2 separate regions of the Sus scrofa genome follow, and region 1 is linked to region 2. A link is a contact called in public HiChIP or PLAC-seq data. All regions are on one chromosome and are shown on one strand. The core of a region is the stretch at or near the end of the contact, and the rest is flanking DNA. Distances in the headings are between cores, read along the strand shown. Region 1 has its middle 43 kb from the start of PTPN1. Region 2 overlaps LOC110257431 (a long non-coding RNA gene).

What was found. HiChIP or PLAC-seq counts read pairs in DNA pulled down with a chosen protein or histone mark.
Region 1: an H3K27ac HiChIP or PLAC-seq map of alveolar macrophages shows a contact between it and region 2. The contact joins two enhancer-like sites. A contact is called at or near these places in 8 of 47 Hi-C or Micro-C datasets (alveolar macrophages, blood, heart right ventricle and 3 more) and 2 of 2 datasets of contacts at active chromatin or transcription factors (alveolar macrophages and skeletal muscle).

The regions. Positions count from the first base shown.
Region 1 is chr17:51,972,608-51,975,675 of Sscrofa11.1, forward strand. No RefSeq gene overlaps it. Among named protein-coding and RNA genes, the nearest start is that of PTPN1, 43 kb to the right of the region's middle. Within about 2 kb of position 1,529, at least 14 of the 83 cell types and tissues checked have an H3K27ac peak or open chromatin away from gene starts, as enhancers often do. A contact at or near this core is called in alveolar macrophages, where this site is marked.
Region 2 is chr17:51,799,585-51,802,997 of Sscrofa11.1, forward strand. All of the region lies in intron 1 of LOC110257431 (a long non-coding RNA gene), which reads left to right. LOC110257356 (a long non-coding RNA gene) reads right to left here. Exons shown (of 3, transcript XR_002339850.1): 3 at 2,025-2,848. Among named protein-coding and RNA genes, the nearest start is that of CEBPB, 79 kb to the left of the region's middle. Within about 2 kb of position 1,862, at least 5 of the 83 cell types and tissues checked have an H3K27ac peak or open chromatin away from gene starts, as enhancers often do. A contact at or near this core is called in alveolar macrophages, where this site is marked.

The DNA.
Region 1 (3,068 bases), core at 279-2,778, 170 kb after region 2:
CACTGAAAGTTAAGTGGGTGAAATGAATGGATGAAAGGGTAAATGGATGGATAGATGGAGAGATGGATGGATGAATGCATGGCTGGCTGGCTGGCTGGATGGACAGGTCAGTGGATGAATGGATAGGTGGATAGATAAGTGAAATGCATGAATGAAAGGATGGATGGATGGATGGACAGATAGATGTATGGACAGATAGATATATGAACGTATGGAAAGGTAAGTGGGTGAAATGCATGGATGAAAGGATAAATTGATGGATGGATGGATGGATGGATGGATGGAGAGATGGATGGATGGAGAGATGGATGGATGGATGGACAGATAGATGGATGAATGAATAGATATGTAGGAGGGTGAAATGTATGAATGAAAGGATGGATGGATGGATAGATGAATGGAGGATGGACAGGTAGATGGATGAATGGATGAGTGGATAGATAAGTGAAATGCATGAATGAAAGGATGGATGGATGGATAGATGGGTGGGTGGATGGATGATATTGATGGATGAGTGAGTGAGTGAGTAGAATGCATACATGGAATGAATGCATGACTATACATGTAAAAGAATTAACTAAATAAATGGTCATGGAAAGCAGAGGCATTAGGAGTTCAAGTGTTTGTTCCTGGACCTTGAATGCACCCTTCAGGAAGGTCTTAAACTGGCAGTTCTCAGGCCAAATCAGGCTTCAGACTTGTTTTATTTGGACATCAAGGGTTTTTAACTTTTTAATTAATTGCCATTGTGTAAAAATTAGGAAATTTCACATAAGTAATCTAGATTTCTGCCTTCTCTTGCAAAATTGGGCCAGCCCACAGGAAACAAAGTGCCAGGACTAACCAGGCTGAGCCGTCTGGGACACCACGGTCCCCACCACTCCCCAGTGCATCCCTCATGTTGAGGTTGAGTCTCAGCTGCCGTTTATCATGGCACTGGGGCTGGCGTTTTTCTCACAGTACAAATATAATGAAAACGAAAAATCTCTTGTACATGACTTTCCATCAAAAGTGGGAAAATGAAAATATATAAAAAGAAAACTGGGAGAAAAGGTATTTCTTTGTGGAACAAGAGAATATTTCTGTGGATTTGAAACCCAAGCAATGCATACTTTTCTGAGGGACAGTAGATTACATTGGTTAAGGGCACAGGTGCTGGAGCCTGACAACTTGGGTTCAAGCCCCAGCTCTGCCACCTACTGGCTGTGTGGCCTTGGGCAAGTCACTGAACTTCTCTGGGCCTCAGTTTTCTCATCTCTGTGGCAGGGATGGTGTCGGTCCCCACCCCCAGGGTATTAATACTTGTTAATACAAGTTCCTATATGTGAGGCTCTGTGTGTGTGAGCCATTCTTACCTTAAGCAGGACTAACTTCGGTCACTGCCTGGGCCCTGTAGGTCCACAGTAGGGGTTCTAAACCCAAGGCCATTTGGCAATGTCTAGATTTGGCAATGTCTAGAGACCTTGGACTGTCACAACGTCCCATTCCAGGCTGCAGCCAGTTAAACAAGGGATGTGTCCCCAGCGCCTCCTGGTGGCCTCATCCCTAAACTGCGTGAAATTCCCCAGCCTTGGGTAGTGGTGGAGAGATTGGGGACTTACCCCAGGGCCATAGTCTCCAGACTAGTTGTCAGGGTAGAGATTTAAAGTAATGAAAGATGGCAGCAAAGGCTTGGGCGTTTGGATCCCAGCTCTTGAACAGAGCAGCAGGAAGACTTGAGCCAAATTCTATGACCTTTCTGGACCTCAGTTTCCTCCCCTATAAAATGGGGATGATGTCACTTCAGTGTTGTTGAAGGACTAGATTAGGTAACAGACAAAAACAGACAGCGCACATGGGACTCTTCACAATCGTCTTCTCTGACACTGGTGTACATCCAAATCCATAACCATTTACATTTGATGAACTTCCAAACTACTCAGAGTGATTTTTTGGTTTTGTTTTGGTTTTGTTTTTTGTCTTTTTAGGGCTGCACCTGTGGCATGTGGAAGTTCCCAGGCTAGGGGTTGAATTGGAGCTGTAGCTGCCAGCCTATGCCACAGCCACAGCAACGCAGGATCCAAGCCACGTCTGCAGCCTACACTACAGCTCACAGCAATGCCAGATCCTTAACCCCACTGATCAAGGAGGGATCGAACCAGTGTCCTCATGGACACTAGTCAGGTTTGTTACACTGAGGCACACTGGGCACTCCATCAGAGTGATTTTTGTTTTATAAAGACATATTTACTTACATGGAATGGGATCCACATATATCATCAAGTAACCTCAGGCTTCAAAAACCTTGTGCCCAGAAGGATCCCATTTTTGTTTGGCTTACCTGGATGTTCAAATAGGTACACTTGTAGCATATATGAGAAAGAAAGACCTAAATTTCTTCTTATATAAAGAGCTCTTGCAGATGGAAAAAAAGAAACAATTATCCAATGGAAAGATAGGCAAAGGACTGAATGCTTTGCTACCAGAAAAGAAATAATAATACAAATGGCCTTTAGATATATTTTTAAATCCCCAACCTAATATAAAAGGAAGGACTGCAGAATACAACCACCGTGAACACCTTTTTCCCCAGTGAGCAGGGCAAAGATTGAGAAGTCAAATCATAGTAGGCGTCGGCTAGAGTGTGGGGAAACCAGCCCTCACGTAAGCTGATGGTCTGAATGCCAATTGGTAGGTATGACCTTAGAAAGCATTTGGACAATAAGTGTTAAAATTTAAAAACGCACCTGCCCTGTGACCAGGCAGTTCAGCTGCTAGGAATGTATCCCCACAGAAATAGATCCACATACACGGAAAGACTCCTGTGAAGGGAATACTAATTGCAGCATTGTTTGCTGCAGCAAAAGACTGGAATCACCTACATGACTATCACCAGGGGCTGGTTAGATAAATTATTATATTCAGACAATGGAATGTGTGAAGAATGCTCTCCTAGTGCCGATCTGGAAAGATCTCCAAGGTACATTGTTAAGTAAAAAACAAAACAAAACCAAACAAAACCAATGCAGAACAGGGTGTGTCGTATGCGTCTATTTAGAGAAACAGCTACAGGAATCCATGAACGCCTT
Region 2 (3,413 bases), core at 612-3,111:
AATTTTCGGTTCACCCTCAGTGCTCCCTTTGGGAACATCTTGTCCAATGGTTTTCATTTTTTTTTTTTTTCTTTTTTCTGAGCTGTGGTACCCATTGTTCAAAAGAAGATCCCATGGTTGTGGCTCACATCACCCCAGGGCAAGCTCTAAATCTGGTTTTTAAGGTGGAAATTGCCCATGGCCAAGTTCCCCTTGGGGATTCCACAGGAAGGACATAACCCTCCCTAACTGAGGCGGATGTACAGTCTCCATAAATCAGCCCACCATCCTCCCAGCGTTGGGTCCTGTCCAGGGAAGGCCTGGCTTGTGTTTGGGGGCTGCAGTGGGAGCAGGGCTGTGTCTGAGCAGACTCAGTCACCAGGGGAACTACTAACCCACATCTCCCCCTCCCAGCATATCCACCAGGCCATCAGTTCTTCTCTCGGAGGCTTTTTATTTTTTGCTGAGCATGTGTAGTTGAATTCCTGTGAAGTGCCCAAGTCGTGACTGCCCTAAATATAACTTAAGTAGAGGAGGTCTATTCTGGTTGATGTTGGAGATGGGAGGTCTCCTGCCTTGACCTCTTTTCCAAGGTAATCCCAAGGCCCATCCCTAGAATACCAGACTCAAGGGAGGCCAGTATGAAAGCCCGTGACTGAGGTCCATCCCTTTGGTTTCCATCCAGGAAAGCAGGGCTCTGAGAGATGAGGGGGACAAAGCTTTGGGGACTAGGTGGGAGGTGGTTGAAGCAGCCATCCTGGAGGAGGGGGTATGGGCAGGGCAGAGGTGGGGCTGGGCCCAAGATCAGAGCAAGATTTGGGAGAGGGTGTTTGGAGGGTGTGACTTGCCTGTAGCTCCATTCATTCTGCATTTATCATTCATTCACTCAACAAACATTAATGAAGCACCTACTCTGTGCCAGGCACTGGGGAGATAGTGATCCCTTCCCACAGGGAGCTCATAGCCCAATGTAGGAGATGGGCATTAATGAAATCTCCCTCAGAAATGTCCCTTTGGGACTGACAAGTATGAGGTAATTTGAGGGCCTGCAATGGGGCAGGGGGGTTGACATGATTGGGTAGGTCAGGAGTTTGGAAGAGAACCAATCTGAGAACTGAGAACTGGAGAGTGAGCTGAGGCTCAGTAGATGAGAAAGGGAGGAACAAATGTGTCAGCAAATGGGCACAGCATGTGCAAAGGCCCTGTGGTGGGACAGAGCAGAGTGAGTAAAGTGAATCTAAAAGACCATGTAGTTGGAGCTGTGAGGTGAGTTGGGCGTGGGGAGTGAGGAAGGCTTAGAGCTGAGCTGCACAGGCTCCATGGGGAGAGTAGCCTGGTCTTACACTGGGGGCATGGGGAGCCTTGGGAGCCTGAGCAGGGAGACAGTGCCTACCTCTGCCTTCCCGCCTGACTCCCGCCTGGCTTGGCCTCTTTTGTGAACTCCCTCCTCGAGTCTCTACCACAGAGCAACTTCTGAAGGTGCCAGGGGTTGAGCCTACTTAGCAGATGAAGAAACTGAGTCTCTGGATCTTCTCATGGCCCCACCCACTTCCTCCTGCCCAGAGAAAAGAGGAACAGGGAACAGACACCCCATGGTCAGCTGGGAAGAGTCTGGGCTGGGAATGGGGAGGGTGGGGCCCTCGGAGGTCCACGCCTGGGATGGGCAGGGGCCCTGCTTCCGTTTAACCACAGCCCTGTGACATATCCCAAAAGGGAAGCAGAGGCTGCCTCTCTTCGTCCCCTGTACCCTAGGGAGGGGGCTAGGGATGCCGGGGGGGGGGGGGCAGAAGCTCGGGGGGAGTCCTCCCTCTCTTCCCCCAGACTACGAGTCTGGCTTCTTGGAGAACTTCAGGGTCAGCTTAACCTAGCTGGGTGACCTCAGTCAAATCTTGTCACCCTGGCTTCCTCCTCTGTAAATAGACGATCAGAACCTCTCCCCAGGCTATTCTCAGGTTTAGCACACACTGGGGACTCGTGAATGGCTGCCCCAATGGTTATTAAATCAGCTAAAGGTGTTTTTTCTTCTGGAAAAACATAGCCAGTTAGACAAAGAACCCATGTATTTGACTTTCAACAGATATATGTTGAACACTATGTTCCAGGCGTTGTTCTGGGTATTGCGGAGATAGCAATGAACAGACCAGATGCAAATGCCTGCCAATGCCCTGCCTGGTCTGTGGCAGACATCAATAATCAATCGTATTCCCACTGAAATCAGAATTTTCCCCAGAACTCTATACTGTTTGGGGGATGGCACTAGAGGGGGACCAACCTGTCATTCTCAGAGAGGGGCAGCAAATGGGGACTTGGAAGATCCCAGTGAGAATTCCCCTTGGTGGTTTATGCCATTTCAGTCTATTTCAACAAACATATATTGCGCACCTGCTGTGTGGAAGGTGCTGGGCACACAGCAGGTGACCAGGTTGGGCACAGTGCTTGCCCTCATGAAGCTGGCATGCTGGTGATGGAGACAGACAGACAAGTAAACAAATCAGTAGATACTTCCAGACATGGATAGGTGCTGCAAAAACATAACCAGAGGGGTGCAGTGGAGGGTGACGGGGCAGGCATCTGGGGTGGCGCATGTGGGCAGCAGGCTCTGGGAGGAGGTTGGCATTTATTGACGACTAATTAATGAGATGCATCCACCAAAGGAAACTATAGGGAAACAGGGCTGTAGGTGGGGGGGAACAGCAAGGGCAAAGGCTTGGAGGTGAGAATCAGGTTGACCTATTTAAGAAGCTTGGAATTCCTGGGGTGCATGAGTGATGGGGAGAGAAGTAGGATATGGGCTTAAAAGGGGAAGGGGCCAGAAGTCCAGATCTTGGAGGTCAGGGTCAGGCATCTGGTCAGGCATATCCTTCCGTCCCTGGAGGATTAAAGCAGGGAGTGACTTAGGTGGGGTAATATTTTTGATCTCTCCAGCTGCCATGCGGAAAGGTTGTGTAGGGGACAAGGGTGAAGCAGGGAGACCAGGTTGGAAACAACTGCAGATGTCCAGGCAAGCGATAATGGTGGCTTGGACCAGGATGATGGCAGTGAACACAGGGCTAGGTGGCCAGGGCTGGCGGGAGGCCCAGGGCTCTGCATTTGGTTTCATTTTTCCTTTTTACACAATCCACTCGGGGCTCTGGGTCACTGGACTTTCCCTAGCACTGCCGGTAGAGTCCACAGCAGGCTGGTGATCTGGCCTTTCCTCCTTCTGGCCCCCTCCCTGCTGTCCTGGACCTCAACTCCTCTTCTCCAAAGACAAGCCCAGCCCAGTTACTCTGTAATTGTCTTTTCCAGAGCTCAGACTTTGTGGTCCCCTCAATATGCTGGGGGCAGGGGGCTGAGAGTCTGATCTGACGGGGTCCCTGATCATAGAGAAATACCCAGAGATGGATTGCTAGAGGGCAGCCTCTTTCTTGGGAAAGTTCCCCTCTGATCCTGAC